Linked DNA regions of Sus scrofa: regions 2 and 3 are each linked to region 1. The links are chromatin contacts, called in public Hi-C and HiChIP or PLAC-seq maps. All regions are on one chromosome and are shown on one strand. Each heading gives the region's core, a stretch centred on a gene start, on an enhancer-like site or on the middle of the called end of the contact. The rest is flanking DNA. Distances are from core to core; before and after follow the strand shown.

The links. A called contact is a pair of places that touch in the nucleus more often than the background predicts. HiChIP or PLAC-seq counts read pairs in DNA pulled down with a chosen protein or histone mark.
Region 2: a Hi-C map of alveolar macrophages shows a contact between it and region 1, with 3 times the contacts expected there. The contact joins the promoter of LOC102159509 here to the promoter of CD300LF in region 1. A contact is called at or near these places in 1 of 5 promoter capture datasets (liver), 22 of 47 Hi-C or Micro-C datasets (alveolar macrophages, blood, brain and 11 more) and 2 of 2 datasets of contacts at active chromatin or transcription factors (alveolar macrophages and skeletal muscle).
Region 3: a contact with region 1 is called in an H3K27ac HiChIP or PLAC-seq map of alveolar macrophages. The contact joins the promoter of TMEM104 here to the promoter of CD300LF in region 1. A contact is called at or near these places in 2 of 47 Hi-C or Micro-C datasets (alveolar macrophages and epiblast stem cells) and 2 of 2 datasets of contacts at active chromatin or transcription factors (alveolar macrophages and skeletal muscle).

Annotation. Positions count from the first base shown.
Region 1 is chr12:6,498,691-6,502,894 of Sscrofa11.1, forward strand. It overlaps CD300LF (CMRF35-like molecule 1), which reads left to right and starts at 2,462. Exons shown (of 9, transcript XR_001299760.2): 1 at 2,462-2,651. All of the region lies in intron 1 of RAB37 (ras-related protein Rab-37), which reads right to left.
Region 2 is chr12:6,557,198-6,561,401 of Sscrofa11.1, forward strand. LOC102159509 (CMRF35-like molecule 6) reads left to right here and starts at 2,500. Exons shown (of 8, transcript XR_002337002.1): 1 at 2,500-2,762.
Region 3 is chr12:6,457,599-6,461,802 of Sscrofa11.1, forward strand. TMEM104 (transmembrane protein 104) reads right to left here and starts at 1,981. Exons shown (of 10, transcript XM_003131226.4): 1 at 1,855-1,981; 2 at 1,078-1,224. The coding sequence starts at 1,122. It overlaps NAT9 (N-acetyltransferase 9 (putative)), which reads left to right and starts at 2,142. Exons shown (of 7, transcript NM_001195360.1): 1 at 2,142-2,149; 2 at 3,066-3,151; 3 at 4,022-4,131. The coding sequence starts at 3,075.

The sequences.
Region 1 (4,204 bases), core at 1,212-3,711:
CAAACTCTGGCTTTCCTATTGAAACCACTGAAGATGGTATGGAAGCAAAACTTGTCTCACCCCAAGGTAATAAGTGTTGGAGTTCCCTGGTGGCTCAGAGGGTTAAGGATCAGGCGTTGTCGCTGATGTGGCTCAGAATCATCTCTGGCTCAGGAACACCTGCATGTTGTGGGTGTGGCCCCCCAAAATATCATCTGAGGTGAGGTGACCTTGCGAAGGTGCCTCTCACCTCTGATCATGGGGGTGTCCCTGACTGAGTCCCCAATGCCTGTGCTCTGCCGTCTCCCACTGCTGTGTTTGTACCGAGGCTGAAGGTGGAGCGTGGCAGGGACACTGAGGCAGGAGTGTCCCCAGAGACACCAAAGTCCAGCTTCGGCTCAAGGACTCTCTCATGGTTTTACAGAAATTTCCAGAGACTTCACAGTAGTCTCAGACATTTCTATCCAACCCTCCTGCTCTGCCTCCCTTGCCTGGGGTCAGACCTGTGTCGTGGTCCGTGGGCTCTCCCGCCTCTCCTGGCTCCCACCCCTTCCTCTTGCAGATGTTTCCCCGAATAAAATCCTTGCACATTTAATTCTCTTTGGCACCTGCTTCTTGGAAGACCTGGATTTCATGCAATGAGTCTCCTGGGTGGGCAAGTCTATAGACTGAAAAAAAAATCAAGATGTCTGGTTATATGCCTTGGAAAGAATTTGCCCTTGGCCTTGGAGGCGACAACATTTTAAAGGAAAGCAGAGTCTGGGAAAGAAGGGACTGGCTACTTCTTCTTCTTCTTCTTCTTCTTCTTTTTTTTTTTTTTGTTTTTGGGGCCACACCTGTGGCATATGGAGGTTCTCGGGCTAGGGGTCTAATCGGAGCTACAGCTGCCAGCCTACACCATAGCCACGGCAATGCCAGATCCTTAACCCACTGAGCAAGGCCAGGGATCGAACCTGCACCTCATGGTTCCTAGTTGGATTTGTTTCCGCTGCGCCACGACGGGAACTCCCCTAGTTGGATTTGTTAATCGCTGAGCCACGAAGGGAAATCTGGACTGGCTACTTCTGTACTTGGAGGAAGTAGTGGGGAGAATTCGCTGAAAGTTCAGGTGCTATATTTGAAATAAAATCATTAGCCACAGAGAGGAAATACACCTGCACCCAGAGGCCGATACCCAGTGGGTCCTCGATGAATGAGTGAATGAATGAATGAGTGGGAGTGAAAATGCCTTGGTTTCAAAGTGGAGGGTCACCACTTTCCAAAGTCAAGCATTCAAGGTCACCAGAGTGGCTTGGGAGATGCCAGCTTTAGTTGGACTTGCAAAAACATAAGGGCATAAAACATCCAACCTGTAAAAGCATGCAGGTGGTAAGGAGCTCCTTGGGTCAGACCCGTGCGCACCTGCACCGTTTGCTCTGACAGTGACCTTGGTCGGTGTCAGGACAAACATGGGGTTGTCCCTGATGTTGACTTTGGACATCCTCTGACTATGATTCCCCACCCCCACTTTCCAAACCAAATTCCCTTCGGCATGTATTTCCTCCTGGGGTAAAAGGCCCCATTTGTTTGTTGTGTGCAGCGGCTTTAATAATTTACATCTCGACTTCCTCAAGCTGGAAGAAGTGCTTCCTGGAGAGAACAGTCCAGAATGTGAGGGGTCCGTTGGTCCATCCATGTCCGCCTTGGTCATTTCCTAAAGGATGTAAGAGATTCTCATACTTTCCCCTTTTATCCTTTGCCTTTCCAGGGTGAAGAGTTCTCATCCCTTTCTGCTTCTGCTGTATGAAAACTGTTCCATCTTCTTGGGAACTTTTCTGAATCAGTGAGGACACGGTCCAGGGTGACAAGGTTCAGCATTTCAGATCTGATCCTACCTGGAGGCAGGGGCAGGATGAAGCTCTCGTACTGGCCTTTTAAGAAATAGTGGCCCTGGAGCTCCCCCTGGTCTCTGCAGAGGCGCGGGTTCGATCCCCAGCCCGGCGCAGTGTGTGAAAGGATTTGGCATTGCTGCAGGTGCAGCTTGGATTCAGTCTCTGGCTGAGGACTTTCCATTTGCCACAAGTGTGGTCATGTTCTTTTTTTTTTTTTTTTTTTTTTTTTTTTTAAATAGTAGAAATAGCGGCCCGTGGAGAGGATCACATCAGAAATCAGCCCAAGCCCCCTGTAATAGAGTGGGGAGCTCTTGACCTTCCAGGCTCTCGAAAATTTGGTGACACTTGAAATTCCACGTTTAGAGCATCGTGTCCATCAGTCTTGGAGCTGAGTTCCACCTGCCTGTGTCTTCCCACCAGGGGAGAAGGCTCGAATAAGAACCACTTGGACCCAGTGGGTCTGCAAACTTCAAGACGATGAAGGGACCAGGAAGTTCTCCTTTTAGAGAAACTGTCGTGGCTCCGGACAGGGAGGTGTTTCTCAAAAGCTTATTCGCTATCACTTCTTGCATTGCTAACTGCCTTGAAGTTTCACCCATCCCACTTCTTCCTCTTTTAGCTTGATTAATCAGTGGGAAGGGTCTGAAGGAGGAAGTACAGTGTGAGAGTGAGCGAAAACAGAAGGGCTGGAAGATGAAGGAGGCTACTCTTGGTTCCTGTTGACAGGCTCCGCTGAGGAGGACCCGCAAGCAGAGAAAATGTACCTGCTGATGCTCCTCCCCCTCCTCTTCCAGCTGTCAGGTAAGTGGAGCCTGAATCTGCCCAGAGGGAGAGTCTATGTGGCGGGAGAAAGTAGCTGGGAGAGGGAGAGAGGCCAGCAAGGCGTCCTGCTGAAAAACCAACCGCGTTTCTAAGTAGTTCCCTCCAGGCACGAGCCCGAGTATTTCACTCCCTCACCCCCTCATGCAGGGATGCAGGGCTCACAGTGGCCAACAGAAATATGGAGCATGGTGCCCTTGATGAACCCAGCACCAGGCTTAACTCCTGACCATCCTGGGGCTGATCCCTCAAGAGGGACAACCTGATGGCCCCTGCTGGTCAGGGAAAAGCAGAGGAGCCCTGGTTGCTCAGGAGAGCTGGTGAATACTCGCTCCTGCACGGTCACCTTCCAGAAAGCATTACCAGCGAGGGAAGGCTCTGGGGGAAGGGTGAGTGGAAGGGGACCCAGAAGGGAGGGAACTAGATGGGGAGGGAGAGGCGATTCTAGGCTTTGGGTTTAGAAAGAAATAGTAAAATGGAAAGGGAGGTTTGCTTGGTAGGATGAAGAGGGAAGGGGGGCTGAGTGTGAGCAGAGATGGAGGCTCAAGGCAGCTTGAAGGTGATGGATGCCGTTTTGATAAAAAGCCAGGAGGATGTTCTTTTTTCTTTTTTTTTTTCCGCCCAGATTTTTAATTGAAATATGGTTGACTCACAATGTTGTGCTAATTTCTGCTGTATAGCAAAGGGATTGAGTTGTACGTACATACATATATGTTTATATATGCTCTAAAAATATTCTTTTCCATTACGGTTTTGTGTAGGACATCGAATAGAGTTTTCTGTGCTGTGCAGTAGGATTTTTTAGATTATCAAGGGGATTTCCTCTTTCTTTTGAAATGTTGGGGGTGCTTGGAGCTCCGTGTCCGGACGCCTTCTCTATCCAGGTTCACTCCCTTCTTGATCTCTTCTCCGCTCTTGGCTTTAAGTACCGTCTCTAAGCAGATGACTCCCGATTTTGTAGCTGGACATCTCCCTGGACTCAAGACCCTTCTATCCAAAGGTCCGTTCCACGTTTTTCCACGTCTTCGCTCACATGTTGACACTTCAAATGTAATCTGACCACATCTCCCTCCTTGAATTCCTTTCTCTTCCATCTTTAAAAAAATTTTTTTTCCTTTTTTTTTTTAGGGCTGCACCGGAGACATATGGAAGATTCCAGGCTAGGGGTCAAATCAGAGCTGGAACTGCTGGCCTACACCACAGGCACAGCAATGCCAGATCTTTAACCCACTGAGCAAAGCCAGGGATCGAACCCGCATGCTCACGGATACTAGTCAGATCTGTTTCCGCTGTGCCACAATGGGAACGCCTCTCTCATCTTTTTTAAACCATGAACGTACACTTTATTTATGTTTTTATGTATGTATTTATTTTTGGCTATACCCGCGGCATGCGGAAGTTCCTGGGCCGGGGATCAAACCCACTCCGCAGCAGCGAGCCCAGGCGCTGCAGTGACAACTCTGGATCTTTAACCCACTGCATCACAAGAGAACTCCTTCTCTTCCATCTTTGCGTTTGGCGACGCCATCTTTTCA
Region 2 (4,204 bases), core at 1,250-3,749, 59 kb after region 1:
TCATTTCTCTGCTTGTCCTCCCTTCTGCGCTACATCATTAACTCCTAAATGACGCCCCTGCCAACTTCCTCATCCCCCCCCACAAGCATCCAACACTTTACCTTAGCCTGTGCACAAATAATGGTTAAATAAATCTGCAGTGACAAGGCACAGGCAATAAGCATTCTTGGTACGTGTTGAAAACCCACCCTGTACCCAGAACTTGGCTTGGGCTGCAGAGGAGGCTTCTCAGGCATCTTTGTTTATCACGAAAGCTCTGGCTTCTGTTTTCCCTCTTATCTCCAGAGATGCTTTCGGCCTCGGGAGAAGCGATCATCAATCAACATTTATGCATCAGATACTTCCCTGTGCCAGAAACACAACAGGATGTGCTTCATCAGACTCTTAATTGAGTTTATGTTTCAGGTGGAAGCCAGACGAGAGAGTTCCCCCATATATCAATTCCCGCTTCTGCTTCTTTTTGGAAAAACAACTCTCTGTTCAAAAGTTAGGTTATTTGGGGGTCATTTTCTTGGAAGTAGAAGGATACTAAGGAATTAGTTGGTCCAGGAGTTCCCTTGTGGCACAGTAGGTTAAGGATCTGGTGTTGTCCCAGGTTTGATCCCTGGCCTGGGAACTTCCAAATGCTGTGGGGGTGGCCAAAAAAAGAAAAAAGAAATTAACTGGTCCAAGGAAAGTGTTCATGATGAAAAAAGGGAACAATCTGTATAATAGGACTTCAATTTCAGAAAAACAATACATCCAGAACAAACAGGAAAGTATTATTAGGAGAACATTAGCGGTAAGGTAATGGGATCATGGGAATTTTAATTTCCTCAGTATTCTAGATCTTGTGAGATTTCTACAGTGGACAAATACTACATTTAAATCAGAACAAAAATTAAAAATTAAAAATTAAAAATTTTAAAGCTTTAGAAAACTAAAGAAAGTTTCTTAAGCTGTGTGGGGGGCATACAGATGTGCATTTTATCATTTTTCTTTATCATTTACTTATAGGTTGTATAAACTCTTTTTTTTCTTTTCTTTTTCACTTTTTAGGGCCACAACCGAGGCATATGGAGGTTCTAATCGGAGGGGTCTAATTAGGCTAGGGGTCTATTGGAGCTACAGCTGCCGGCCTATGCCACAGCCATAGCAATGCCAGATCTGAGCCAAATCTTCCACCTACACCACAGCTCGTGGCAACGCCGGATCCTTAACCCACTGAGTGAGGCCAGGGATCAAACCTGCAACCTCATGATTCCTAGTCAGATTCGTTTCCTCTGTGCCATGATGGGAATTCCTGGTTATGTAAAAGGCGAAAGATTTATACGATATGAAGAGAAACCAGAGCATGGAATTCCTGGTTATGTATACTCTTTGTATGAAATATTTAATACTATTTTTTCCCCTTATAGAACCTCTTGTTTAAATAAAATTTCATCTGGAAACTGCCTGAATCGAAGCCGGGAGTTCTGGGATCCCTCAGCCCTTCCCTCCAACACCTAGAGACAGCCCCTGGGTTGGGGGTCAGGACCTCAGGTGGGAGCAGGTGAGGTCTGGCGCCCTCTGGAGGCCAGTTTCCTCCTCCTGCAGGTGGGGACACTCAGGTCCAGGGGGGTTGGCAGAACTGGGACTGGACTCTGCCCTTCAAACATCTTGCTCACGACCCCCCACCCCGTTTCTACTCCCCTGGACCCGTCAGTGTTCTAAGCCTAAGGGGTAAAATTAGTGCTACTTTCCTCTTAACTTGATTTTTCAGTCACTCGTTTTTCAGGATTTGTTTTTGAAGACTGACTTTTTTTTTTTTTTTTGGCAGATGGCAGGAAAGGAGGTGAGAAGGAGATGGAAGGGTGGGGGGAGAGGGATGGGGGCTGTCTTCCCGGCTCAGCCGGCTTGCCTGGTTGCCTGGCAGCCATGTAGGTCGTTCTTGGGTCAAGTGTGGTTAAGAGAGGTGTCCTGGTCATTGCTGGGTCAGATGGGAGCGGACTGTCCAGGGGGTGTTAAAACTCAAAATGAGAGATTTCCATGAGGCTCCAGGAAGGGGCCTTAGCTGACAGGTTCAGCTGAGGACTCTCCTCCGCCTGGTTGAACAGTAAGAGGGAAATTGTTTCTGACTCCCAGGGGCCAGAGGCTCACGGAGACAGAGTTATTCTGGGATCTGGCTCTGGAGCAGCTCAGACCAGAAAGGTGAAGACCTGGCACACGTGCCCGCCCTCTGCCTTCCCTTTGCTCATCACTAACCAGTGACAGCCCACTAGCCTAGTAAGTCCGGACTTAACCTTCAACCCTAGTCAACTCACTGTTTCAGGCACACTCCCAGTGGCTTGGAGGGGACGTTAAGTGAGGTCCTGTCGTGGAGAAGGCAATCCTCCACCAGATGTTAGGTTTCAGCCTCTCACCATCCTCCACTTCCGGCTCTGGGAGCCACTCGTCGTCCTCCCCTTGCTCCGCCTCCCTCCCCGGCGTCCCCTCTACGGTCCGCTAGGGGGCGCGCGCTCCCGCTCCCCGGCACCCGGGGCGACTTGGACGGGGGGGTGACTCGGAACTCGGATGCACCGTCCACCGGCCGCAGCTTCTGTGGGCTGGGACACTGAGTATTGCTTCCCCTACCGTCAGTAATCCTGGAGTTTCGGTTCTCAAAAATGCGACTTAATCGAGAAGAATGACTGCCATTACTTGGTCTCCTGACTTCCAGGACTCTGGTCTCCCCCGGGACCCAAACCAGGCTGGGAAATGCGGCCGCGCCTCCCTGGCGTCCACAGCCCTGGATTTGCAAGAGAGTAAGGAGTCTGTCCCAGGGCTCTTTTTAGCCAGTGTTGCCAACAGAGGGCAGTTTGCAGCTGGTGGGCCAGGCTTTCTGGGTCCCTCTGTGGTCTAGGGCCTCCGCGAGGGGATGATGGTGACTTGTGGGGTTTGCGTCTGGATGCGGTGTCCTCTGGAGGCTGACCCTTGGCCAGTGGAAGGAGGTGATTGAGAGACACTCAGAGAATGGCGAGTGGGGGGCAGGGGGTGGAACTGCCCTGCACTGGAATGAGTTTGCAGCGAGATTGGAGATCTCTACTTGGAGAGGTTTAGAAAGGCGTTTCACGAGGTGGTGGCCTTCCCAGGAAGACCCAGGAAGGTGGGCTGGTGACAGAGCTACGGTAGGAAGTGGATTTTCCAGGACGCATTCATATGGGCTTGGGCGGGAAGAGAGATAGGTCAGTGGTTGGGAGACTGGGAGAGACCCCAGGAGACAGCCCCAGCCCTCCCTCAAGGGGCTGGACCACTGCATCTGCTCTAGCCAGCTGGGAGTTCCTGGGCAGGTCCTAAAGCACTTTTTGCCTCAGTTTACACATCTGAAAAATGGGAATAGTACCCACTTTATTTGACTGGCATGGAGGATTCAATGAAGTAATACATTGGAAATAATTTTTTTTCTTTCTACTGAGGCACCTGCAGCATATGGACGTTCCAAGGCTACGGGTCCATTTGAGCTGCAGCTTCCAGCCTACACCACAGCCACAGCGGCATCTGTGACCTACCCGAACCTTGTGGCAATGCTGGATCCTTCACCCACTGAGCAAGGCCAGGGATCGAACCCGCATCCTCATGGCTGCTATCTTGGGTTCTTAACCCGCTGAGCCACACAGGAACGCCTGCATTGGGAAGTATTTAAAGTAGTCTCTGGCACAAAGTAAACACAAAATTATTAGCAATTTGATGTCTCTGGCCATGGCTGGTGGACCCTGGACCCAAGCCCAGGTGGCCAATGTCACTCCCTGTTCTGCTGTTCTTTGCTCTCGTGCCTGAGTGGTGCTGGGCACAGCGCGGACACAGGGTGACAGCTTCTTGCAGAACCTGCAGAGAACAAAGGGCTGGGTTTAGCACATTGCAAAATTGCCTGTATGTTTGTGTGCGTCCGCGCTTTTTCCTTTGTTATATTTGTTCAGTCATTCATTCCACAGAATAGAGCATCTATTATGGGCCCTGGGTGTGGAATATGTAGTGTGAGCGAAGAAACCCCGTCTCTACCTCCTAAGGGGGATTAATCAAATGGGCACAGACAAATGCCTGTTATGGCTGCGATGGATAAAGGGGGTGCTCTGGGAACTTACAACAGAGACACTGGGGTATCTGGGATCCAGCCACTTCTCACCCCCTCCATTGCCCCGACCTGGTTCAGGTGGTTCAGGCCACCGTCACCTCACACCTGAAGCACGATAATCCCCTTTGCATGGTC
Region 3 (4,204 bases), core at 731-3,230, 42 kb before region 1:
ATCTCCTCGCCGCTAGGCTTACAGCTGTTGTAAGATGAAGCAGGAACCTGGGTGATTTCTATGGACATGTCCTTACTGATCCCAAGGAGGCTGTGAGCTGTTACACAATCCCACACATGACATGAGAGGGACACGAGTCCGCTCATTTCCAGGTTCAAGACAGACTTCCCTCATAAATTACAGAGATGGAGGAGGTGCCCCTGGTGCTACACAGGCAAGGCACAGATCCAGCCGGAAGACCTAGTGGGAGGAAGAGTTTGGACCTGCTGTTCTCAGCCATGTCTCCTTAGCTGTCACCCCACAGCTCTGGAGTCTGTGAGGCTGGCTAGCAGAAACAGATCAGGGATCCCCAGGCCAGAAAGGTAAGTGCAAAGCAGGGCAGCTGTTTCAGGTTGGGCACTTTCTAGAAGGAGGACTCTGGCTGCTTAAGGCAGTGCTGCCTTTCCTTGGGATCCTTGGCAGCAACAGGAATCAATCATTCGATTATTCCAGTCTTCCTGCTACTTATCCGTGATGTAATCGTGACCAATCTTCTACTACACAAAGAAGATAAACTGAACGTGTGTGTGCGAGGGGTAACACAGACCCAAGAGAGGGAGAAATCAATCATTCTAATTGTTCTAATTACAGACTGCACCAAACTGCATTGGAGGTCTCTGTGAGCTTTCTCTGCCTCTTACGCCATCCAAGACTATAAAAGTTGTGCAACTTAAAATTCAGCTAAGAACCATAGTGGTTGCAGACTGCTAAGATGAGCAAAACCCAGAGTCGACGGCCAACAGCCACTGTCCATAGGAACTGGCCGCATGGGCTGAAAATGGTGGCAGTCCTGAGATAAATACCATAAAGAGCTAGCAAGAGGCAGTTTGGTTTTCTTGACCACTCTCTGATGGACACTCAAACAGGGACCAAACCTGCCTCTCACAATATGGTCACCGTGGCTACTGCTGGATGGGGTCCCCAGACTCCAGCTCTGAAAGCGCTGGGCTCACAATTACAGTCCACAGGAAGCAGCGTGCTTCTCTAGAAGCCAGAGGCACCGATGTAGGCAAGACAGGCTCCCAAAGTAAAACTCACGTAGGGAGAATAGAGCTCTCCGGTCTCGGTGATTTCACCCGCCATTTCCAAAGGTGAAGAAGGGTCCCTCGGTAGCCAAGCTCCCCTCTGTGCGGTGGTGGTGGTGGCGGTGATGGTGGCGGTGGTGGCGGCGGCTGCTGCGGCTCCCTAAGAAAAGAGCAGGCTTCAACTTTCTGATGGACCTAAATGCGGGTGGGGGGATGTCTGCAGAGCCGCTCCCTTCCCATCGTTTAATCAGACATTTACAGCCTCGATATCTGTCACAAGACAGCCCGGAGGGAAGGGTCTCCCTGTATGATGACTGAGTGGTTTCTTTTAACTTTCTCCTTGCTGAGTAGTTTCTTCTAAATTTCTCCTTGCTGTGCAGGCATGAATGTATTCCAAGCCGCTCAGACTCCAAGTGATTTAGGACGCTTCAGAAGCCACTAAGTCTCACCCACTACAAGGGTCCCCTTTACACACTCTGGATAACCCCATTTGATGCCGGAACAGCGAGCTCACTACCACCCAGGGCAGCTAGTGACTGTCTGCCTCCTCCGCCTAGGGCAAAGAGTTGGAGGTTTTCTTAGGTCGCCGACAACCCAACTCTTGCCCCAAAGCCTCTCCTTCTTAACGAGGCCTCCACTCCACGTCCCCCGACCTGCCTTAGGGCTCCCCGCACTGCCCGTCTTCTCAAGAGCCCTCCTCCGATCCTCTCCCCCATTTTCTCCCCCCTCCTAGAGAAGCCTCGAGTCCGGCACGACCCCAGTCCATCCCACCCTCCGGCCGGCCCGACACCTGCAGCGCAGCTTGCTCCGAGCCGCCGCGGCCACCGCCTCCAGCCCCTGGGTTGCTGCCGGCGCCAGCTGTCCCGCACCAGCGCCTGCAGCGCGCATGCGCCCGCGCCGGGAGCCCACCTTTTCTGCGCGCGCCTCGGGCGGGGCGCGCGGCGCTGATTGGGCGAGGCGCGCAGCGCTGATTGGACTCCTCGCGGAGGCGGGACCGGGATTGGGCCCCGGCGGCTGCCGTCTGCGTGGCGGAAGAGGGCGGGGTGCGGTGCTACGCGCATGCGGGAGGAAAGGCCGTCAGCCAGGTAGGAAAGCGGGGCTGGGTGGAAGAGGCGTTTGACGCCTGTTGGGGACTCATTCTTCTTACGAGGAGTGGGTGTGAACTTGGTCGTCCCGGGGCTTCAGTGGTTGCGGGAGTTCGAGAAGAGGAGCCTATAACTCCTCACAAAGGGGAAGGGACTGAGGCCTTGGGCCTGTCTCACCCTAGCGCGGCCGGGGAGGCCCAGACGGCTTGGGGGGCAGGAAGAGGGAGGGCGGGAGCCTAGTGGGGTGGTCGCTGGGAAATAGGTTTAAGACAGGGCTGGAAATTGATTCTGGGTGGAGTCTCAAGACTGGGGCAAGCAAGGGGAATTTTGTTGACAAGTCTTGCTGTTAAGGTGTGAGGCATGGACGTTCTGGGAGATGGGGTGGAAAGGATGGGCAGAAAAGGCAGCCCATGCTTGGCGCCTTGGCATGCGAGCCCAGGATTGTTTAATTATCTTTAACCAGCTTGGTTCCCCTTCTTGCAAGGGGAGTCGTGTCCTCTGAAATGTTTGGAAAGAAAGACGGAGAGTTCCCGTTGTGGCTCAGCGGTAACAAACCCAACTGCTATCCGTGAAGTTGCGGGTTCCATTCCTGGCCTGGCTCAGTGGGTTAAGGATCTGGAGTTGCCCTGAACTGTGGATGCGACTCGGATCCTGCGTTGTTTTGGTTGTGGCTGTGGTGTAGGCCGGCAGCTGCAGCTTGGATTCAGCACCTAGCCTGGGAACTTCCATATGCTGCAGGTGCGGCCCTAAAAAGGGGAAAAAAAAAAAAAAAAAAAAAAAAAGGAAGAAAGAAAGATGGAGGTTCTTCTAATAACTTAGCCTCAGGAGGCATTTAGTGAATTAAGAACTGGGGCTCCCGCCTACTCTAAGTGGAAGGAAACTCAGGGTCCTGAAATCTTTGCCCTCCCCCCCACAGGCTGCTACCATGAGGTTAAATCAGAACACCTTGCTTCTGGGAAAGAAGGTGGTGCTGGTACCCTACACCCCGGAGCATGTGCCTAGGTAATCATTCACCTGACACTGGGCACAGGCCAGCTGTCCAAGGTACAGCGAGGAGGTCAGCCTGCCTTAGCCCAGTTCTCAGGGGTTGTTTTCTCTAAGAGGGAGAAACATTGATGTGAGAAGTAGTTACAGGAAAAAAGTGAAAACCAAAGTCACCCATCCCCCTGTTTCCTCCTTTCACCCCCTCAGCTTCCTTCTTGGCCTTTTGGCCAGGAATAATTGTATGTAAACCAAATGTGTGCAAGGAAAAAAAGGTATTATTTTCTCGTGTAGTTATTTATCAATGAGTACCGTTCCTCTGGCCAGTGACTGGGCTCGATTCTTAGAGACTAAATGTTAGTGTGTCATAAACCTGAGCCGATGGGTTGGTGTGATGTCTGCTGTTTGAAAGGCCGGGACTGAGTTGCAGGGTGGGACTCTGGGGCTTGTTGGCAGATGTCTGGTGGATGAGGAGGTTGGTGCTGTAGGCGGGTATTTTTACTTGTAGTTTTCCTTTTGGGGAGTCCCATTGCCCACCCTTGTGGAGGTCGGTCCAGCCTTCTTTGCGGAGTTCACCTTGCCACTCTTTCCCCTCAGGAATCTGAGGAATGTTTAGCTCCAGACTGCTCCCCCGTATTGACCTCTGAGACAGGAGAGGAAGCTGGACAGAAGGAACTGGCTCCTGCTATTCTCTTTGGGCGTAGCCTGCCTCTCATTCTCGTGCCCGTGGACTTCTGCTATAGGAGCAGTTTTAACCCTTTCTTGGCTCTGAGCCCTCTGTTGGCCCTGTGGGGTTCACCTCTCGACCATCTGTTTCTTCATCTCATCAAGTGTCAGATCGTGCTTCTGGAGAAGGCCTGCATGCCAAAGGCCATCCCTCCGTCCCTGCAGGTACCATGAGTGGATGAAATCAGAGGAGCTGCAGCGTTTGACAGCGTCTGAGCCGCTGACCCTGGAGCAGGAGTACGCGATGCAGCAGAGCTGGCGGGAAGATGCGGACAGTGAGAAGTGGAGACCCTGGGTGGGTCGTGGGAGGGTCATGGGAGGATTCCAGAGGCCATCTCAGCCTCCCTC